Regions from separate parts of the Pan troglodytes genome. Here region 2 is linked to region 1. A link is a contact called in public Hi-C data. All regions are on one chromosome and are shown on one strand. Each heading gives the region's core, a stretch centred on a gene start, on an enhancer-like site or on the middle of the called end of the contact. The rest is flanking DNA. Distances are from core to core; before and after follow the strand shown. Region 1 has its middle 180 kb from the start of SFRP1. Region 2 holds the start of GINS4 (GINS complex subunit 4).

Region 1 (3,704 bases), core at 738-3,237:
TTCACCATGTTGGCCAGGCTGGTCTTGAACTCCTAATCTCAAGTGATTCGCCCGCCTTGCCCTCCCAAAGTGCTGGAATTACAGGTGCCCGGCCTGTCTTGGGGATTACATGGACTCAAAATAAGGCTGAACTTATAGATCAACCCCTGTGTGAGTGGAAAAAAACAACCAAAGTGCTTTTTCTATTCTCTTACCCCAAAAAAATCAACACAGAGGACTTCTGGGACCAAATGTGGGGGTTTCTCCCCACCAGCAAGTAAGCAATCAATTCTGCAGTGAATACCAGCTGGGCATCCTCCAATCCAATTCACCTCTGATGCTATCTACCTGGAGATAGTGTCAGATTCCCCAGGGTGAGGGCTCAGTCCCACAAGACTACCCCTACTCTTGATGCCAATCACAGGCGCCAGGTTGTTTTAACCTGTGCTTGACTGACCAGGTATAAATCAGGGTTCCCACAACCCCCTCTTTGGGTCTAATTAATTTGCTAGAGTGGTTCACAAAACTTAGGGAATCACATGTACAGGTTTATTATAAAGGATAGTACAAAGAACACTGACGAAGAGATGCACAGGGCAAGGTGTAGGGGAAGGGCGCAGAGCTACCATGCCTCCTGGGACACCACCCTCCAGGAACCTCCAGGTGTTCAGCTACCTAAGATCTCTCAGAACCCTGACCTTTTGGGTTGTTAATGGAAGCTTCATTACATAGCCATGATTGATTAAACCACTGGCCATTGGCGATCATTTTAACCTTCAGCCCCTCTTCTCTCCCAAGAGGCTGGGGGTGGGGCTGAAACTCCCAACCCTCTAATCCTGCCTTCCTCTTTCTAGTGTCTAACCCCCAACCCAGGGTTACCCAGGGGCCCCCAGCCACCAGTTCATTGGCATACAAGAAGACATCACTCTGGAGATTCTAAGGATTTTAGAAGTTGTATGCCAGGAAACGGGGGTCAAAGAACAAAAATATATTTTACAATAGCACATTCTGTCTGCTCTGTATTTTTATGTGATTGTTGGCGTGCAGTTCACATATACTAGATTGACTATGTGGCTTTTAAGTTAAAATATTAGTATCTTTTAAGCTGTTAGTAAATTGTTTAAGGTTGTGTTCCTTTGTTCTTTCTCTTTCTCACCATTAGAAGCCCTGCAGGTTGTTTACAACCCTAGAATTATATAACAAGGAAAGTACGTGGAGACCCATGGCCAAGGTCAGAGGCAACAGATACTCATGTCGTAGGACAAGTCTTGGGGTGTTGTGACAAGAGCCCTGGTTGCACTAGATTGAAATCAAGATTATTTAATATCATCCAATTTTTATGCCTCGGGAGAGAAGGGCCAATTGGCAAAATACATTTATTGGGGAAATACATTTTAGAATGGTGTCTTTGCTGAGTGTTACTAGAAAGGCTTATTAATAGAAGTGGCGTTAGGAAGAAAATGCTCTAGGATTTGGGGAATGTGGCTTCCTGGGCAGGGAGTACTCCAGGCACATTCTCCCCTTTGTCTACCATGACCCTCATTAGGGAATACTCAGCACAGGCTTGGATGTCCTGCTCAAATCAGGAAAGTGGGAGTGGGGGTGGGGCGGATGGAGAGGAAGGAAGCCTGGATCTGGGGCCTCAGGAACCTTCCTTAAAGCCAGTGTTTCAATGATGAAGCCAGACCCCTCGAGCTTCCTTAAAGCCAATATTTCAATGATGAAGCCAGACTCCTCGCGCTGTCCTCTTCGACCTCCCTAGTCGAGAGCCGCTGGGGGTCCCACTAAGCCCCTGCCCCACTGCTTCATGGCTCTCAGCACACAGAAGGGGGCTGCGTCCTCATGTGCCATGCAGCTGGCAGGGCCAGCCCAGCTCCAGCCCGCAGGGGTACAGCTGGCTCTGGGAATGCCACCCATGCAAGGAGGGGCAGCGGCAGGGTGGTGAGCGCCCCTTCCAAAACCTGGCCAACTGTCCTGGGTGACCTGTGGAATAGTGGTGCCATCTGATGGCCGAGACAGGGAACAAACTGGGGACACACAGAGGGACAGCATGGACGAACGGATAAGCCTGGCAGCCCCCAGCTCTGGTCCAGGTCTGTGGCTTTGTCAGAGACCTGTGAACCACAGCAACTCCGTCTTAAACAGGAGCTAGGTAATTACAATGAGACCTGCTGGGCTGTATTCCCAGATGGTTAAGGCATTCAAAGTCACAGGATGAGAGAGGAAGTCAGCACAAAATACAGGTCATAAAGTCCTTGCTGATAAAACAGTTTGCAGTAAGGAAGCCGGCCAAATCCCACCAAAACCAAGATGGCGACGAGAGTGACCTCTGGTCGTCCTCACTGTTACACTCCCAACAGCGCCAAGACAGTTTACAGATGCCATCGCAACATCAGGAAGTTACCCAATATGGTCTAAAAGGGGAGGCATGAATAATCCACCCCTCGTTTAGTATATCATCAAGAAATAACCATACAATTAGGCAACCAGCAGCCCTCGGGGCTGCTCTATGGAGTAGCTGTTCTTTTATTCCTCTACTTTCTTAATAAACTTGCTTTCACTTTGCACTGTGAACTTGCCCAGAATTCTTTCTTGCATGGGATCCAAGAACCTGCTCTTGGGGTCTGGATCGGGATCCCTGTCCTGTAACAGCTTGGCAGACTTAACCTCAGCCCCGCAGCTCTGATGAGGCTGCTCTGAAAGCACTGGCTGCTGGGCTGGAGTCCACGGGGTACAGTGTGGAGAAAGAAGGACATGGAATCCTCCAGAAAATATCTGAGGGGGCCCACTATCTGCTCACTTAGGCAGGGTTGGAGGGGCAAGGAATGTTGCAGGGGCCGGTGATCAGAGAACAGGATATAACTCTTGACCCCAGTGAGTCTGCACTCCACTTGAGATCCGCAGTCAATCTGCCCACTTGAACCTGGGCAAGCAGTGTCTTCCTAAGATTAATTCATACAAAATGGCACCAAGGCGATGTCATAAATGTAGTGTGTGCTGCTGCAGCCTGAAGCACCATGGGTGTTCCTGGAGAGGGGACAAAAGAGGAGAAGCCAGCCAGGAGTGCACGGAGGAGACCTGAGCCTGGGCAGGGCCGTGTGGAGGAGAGGAGTTGGGGTCTGTACCACTGGAGTCTGGCTAAACCCTCTAAAAAAGCCAGCGGTGTTTGATAAACTTCTTCCTGGGTCTCCTGGTCTTGCTTTCTTCCCATGTATTTTCTTCCTAGCCTTAATGACTGTCACACCACCCAAGATAGGTGTGTTCAATCTTTCGGCTTCCCTGGGCCACATTGGAAGAATTGTCTTGGGCCATACATAAAATACACTAACACTAATGATAGCTGATGAACTAAAAACAAACAAACAAAAACCAAAAATCTCACAATGTTTTAAGAAAACTTATGAATTTGTGTTGGGCCACATTCAAAGCCGCCCTGGTCTGCATGCAGCCTGCAGACCGCAGGTTAGACAAGCTTGCCTTAGGAAGTGATGACTTTGAAGAACATACTCAGGGGAAGCAGCTGCTCCCCGGGCTGGTCATGGCTCTGATTCCAGAGCAGATGAGGTCTGCAGAGATGGGGCTGAAGTGGGAGTGGGGGTGGAAGGTGTTCTAGGCCAGAGGACCCGAGGGGTGGCTCTGAGCCCAGAGAGCTCTGGAGCCCACGAGTCAGGGAAGACAAGGTCTGTGTGGCCACAGGTGGGTGGCGTGGGAATAGGTAACTGACA
Region 2 (3,704 bases), core at 716-3,215, 400 kb before region 1:
CTCAGCCTCCCGAGTAGCTGGGATTACAGGCATGCGCCACCACATCCGGCTAATTTTTGTTTTTTAGTAGAGACGGGGTTTTACCGTGTTGGTAAGGCTGGTCTCGAACTCCTGGACCTCAGGTGATCCGCCCACCTCAGCCTCCCAAAGTGCTGGGATTACAGGCTTGAGCCACCGTGCCCGGCCCTATTGTCTCAATTTTATAGGCAAGCAACGGCTTGAGACAAACTCCCTAACTTGCTCAAGATCACATAACAGAGGAGTGTCACAGACAGATTTAAATCCAGATAGTCTGAACTCCTGTTACCAGAGCATCATGAGATATAAGTGTAAAGAACACAGTTACTGGCACATGGGAAATATGCAGTAAGTCATAGCTATTACAACTTAAAGGAGAAATATTTCAGAAAGGATTTTAGATAAGCAGTGGACATATGGAGAGCAGACGACTCAAGAAAAAACGTGAGAAAAAGGAAAAATATGACCAGTTTTCCCTTACAGGCATTTCAGCATTTTCTTGCTAAACAGGCATTCTCCAGGGAAACAGCAGATGTTCAAGGGACTAAGGTAAAGAAGTTCAGGGACCTCTACAGTCCCTGGAAATATCACGTGGATCCTTGCTCTGTGAACTGTTCACTGAATGTGCCCAAAGCTGTCCCTTACTGACCCCACTTGGGGATGCTGTGTTTGATATGATGAGGTCTCTAACACAGGATGTCCTTCTTGCTTCCCGTTTCCATGTAGATGGTTAAGATCCAGTCCCTGTTCTGAAATAAGCCCCAAATTCCGTTTCCTCATTTTGTGATCCCTGATATTCACAGTTGAACTAAATAAAAAGGCTGACTGGAGCAAAGGGATTCGATCTGGGATGCTTACCTGCTCCAATCTTTCAATGAGCTCTGCAGGAGTTAGGACCACTTCCTCACTACCCCCATCAGAGTCCTGTCCCAGGAAATCCAGTTCTTCGGTCATCTTCTCTGAAACCAGGAACCTAATGAGAGGGAAAGAACCAATACTCTGCAATGCGTTTTCTAATTATCTGCAAGAACAGACATCTATCTGGAGAAAGGAAAGGTTTATTGAGGTTTCCTGGGGTTGTAGAGGCCCTTTAGCAAGTGGTGAGAGAACGCAGGGACTCTAGTTTTCCAGTGTCTGCCTCTTCCTCCAAGGCTTAGGTCAGGTATCCGTTTCTCAAACAAGCCTCCCCTTTACTTCCGTCCACCAAGAGCTGAGCACCCATCACACCATACAATCACTATTCATTTCTTTGACTTCCCAGTAGAGGTCTTGTTCCTCAGGGACGGGGTTCGTTTTAGTTCAAATACGAATCGCGCTTCTGCTCAGTGCCTGGCACTAAGCACTGGGGACGCAATGACCTGGGAAGCCCCTGCGCTCAGCACAGCGCTTGACTCCTAGCAAGCACTTAACATTATTAGGAGCTGGCCGGGCTCACGCCTGTAATCCCAGCACTTTGGGAAGCCGAGGCAGGAAGATACCTTGAGCCCAGGAGTTCGAGACCAGCCTGGGCAACATAGGGAGATCCTGTCTCTATAAAAACAAAAATTGTTAGGAAGATTAATCAATGCTAATTTCCCAGAGCCACAAGGGCCGGCGACATTAGACCAGTCGGCGACCCCAAAGGCCTAAGGAGGTGGATGGCGGGGACAAAGTCCCTGGGGTCGCAAGGAAACTGCGAACATCCCCCTCCCCTCCTCCCTCTCAGGGCCACCCACACAGGCCTGCCCTAGCCACAGAGGTCCCATTCGACGCTCACTCGGGGACCTGGGAGACAGCGAGGCACTCCACAGCAGCCGGCGGTAAGGACGGGGCGTTCGTGGGGACGCAGTCGGGGCACCAGGAAGCGGGAAGACAGCGGAACAAACTGCTCAAGGCCTTGCCGGGACCAACCCAACCCTCCAACTTCTCAGCTCCCGCGCTACTCTCGCAAACTTTCCGCCCAGGCACGACGTCATCGCGCAAGGGCGACGCTGACCAATCAAGGCCCGGGGGGAAGAGCGCGGCGGTCTCCTTGGGCCCGCCCACCCGGCGGGCGGGGACTGTCTTCGCGGCGGCCTGCCGTCCCAGCAACGCAAGGACTTGAGGCGGCGGGAGGCTGGTCCGGGTTGGCCCCGCCCACCTGGGGGCCGGCCGCTCCGCTGTGCGGTCCGGGTTGCACTACCCAAGGGCGTCGGGAGGGGGCGCCCGCCACCGCGGCCAAGGGGAGCGGCGGTGTCCGCCCCGGGGGGGTCCCACCCAGAAGTATGCTGTTGAAAGCAGGCCGCTGCAGCCTCCTGGGCCGTCTCCACCCACAGCTCTCGTGGCTCTTTGGGTTCCTCCGTCTTTGCGGGGTTTCACCTGTGGTCAGTGTGGTCATTGCCTTCAGAATCTCCAGTATATTCCTTTTCATCTTTCTTGAGACAGGGTCTCGTTCTTGTGCCCAGGCTGGAGTGCAGTGGCACCACCACAGCTCACTGCAACCTCCGCCTCCCGGGCTTAAGCGATCCTCCCACCTCAGCCTCCGGAGTAGCTGGGACCACAGGCCAGCGCCACCACGCCCAGTTATTTTTTAATTTAAAAAAAAAAAAAATAGAACTGTGGCGGGGTTGGGGGTGGGGAGGTTCTCCCTATGATGGCCAGGCTGGTCTCGAACTCAAGGATCCAAGCAATCCTCCCACCTCGGCCTCACAAAGTGGGTACTGGTTCTTGAAGCCTGGGATCGGACGACCAGCAGAAGCATCGCCTGGGAATCTGCGAAAATGCAGGTTCTCAGGCCCCACCCTGGCCCACTGAATCAGAAACTGGGGGTATTTCACCAGACCCAGGCCCTCCCGGTGACCCTGACGTAGCTGAGGTTTGAGAATCACTGCTTTGGGGCCGGGCGCGGTGGCTCACGCCTGTAATCCCAGCACTTTGGGAGGCCGAGGTGGGCGGATCACGAGGTCAGGAGATCGAGACCACCCTGGCTAACATGGTGAAACCCCGTCTCTACTAAAAATACAAAAAAATTAGCCGGGCGTGGTGGCGGGCGCCTGTAGTCCCAGCTACTCGGGAGGCTGAGGCGGGAGAATGGCGTGAACCCGGGAGGCGGAGCCTGCAGTGAGCCGAGATGGCATCACTGCACTCCAGCCTGGGAGACAGAGCCAGACTCCATCTCAAAAAAAAGAAAAAAGAAAAGAGAATCACTGCTTTGGGGCAATGCTTTCAACTCAGCTTCTGGAGGGGAAAAGCACAAAAACCCATGTCTGTATATGTATATATTTTTTCCATCTTTGTGTGATCCAGTTTTTCTTCTCTGAGTTGCTGATTCTTTTCTCTTTGCTGTCCTTTGTTTTCTGTGCAAAGCGTTGCTTCTGGCTTCCCTAAAAGTATCTCTTCTCCATCAATCTGAGGGCTCTTTGCAAAGCTGCCCTATGATGTCATATTGATTGACTAGTAAAATGATTGGCTAATATAGTATGATCGTACCTGCCTGATTACAATCCTGTTATGAAAATGACAATAGAATAAGCCGAGTGAGAGAGTAGGCATCTTTACAAAGCGCTGTGTAAGCTGGGGCATATCAGCACGTGATTCCCAAAAGGAAGGGACATTTGAGCTGTGTCTTATGAAATGAATTTTGTGAGTGGCAAATAGGTGGTTATTTCAAGGTCTGTTTCAACGGTTTGGTAATCCAGTGGTTTTTGGTTGTGGCAGAGTGTGTTTCC

The links. Hi-C and Micro-C count contacts between places; a contact is called where the count stands out from the background.
Region 2: a contact with region 1 is called in a Hi-C map of induced pluripotent stem cells, with 1.8 times the contacts expected there. The contact joins the promoter of GINS4 here to the enhancer-like site in region 1. A contact is called at or near these places in 2 of 7 Hi-C or Micro-C datasets (both in induced pluripotent stem cells).

Annotation. Positions count from the first base shown.
Region 1 is chr7:49,426,909-49,430,612 of NHGRI_mPanTro3-v2.0_pri, reverse strand. No RefSeq gene overlaps it. Among named protein-coding and RNA genes, the nearest start is that of SFRP1, 180 kb to the left of the region's middle. Within about 2 kb of position 1,987, at least 5 of the 24 cell types and tissues checked have an H3K27ac peak or open chromatin away from gene starts, as enhancers often do. A contact at or near this core is called in induced pluripotent stem cells, where this site is marked.
Region 2 is chr7:49,830,061-49,833,764 of NHGRI_mPanTro3-v2.0_pri, reverse strand. It overlaps GINS4 (GINS complex subunit 4), which reads right to left and starts at 1,965. Exons shown (of 9, transcript XM_063817054.1): 1 at 1,783-1,965; 2 at 877-991. The coding sequence starts at 972.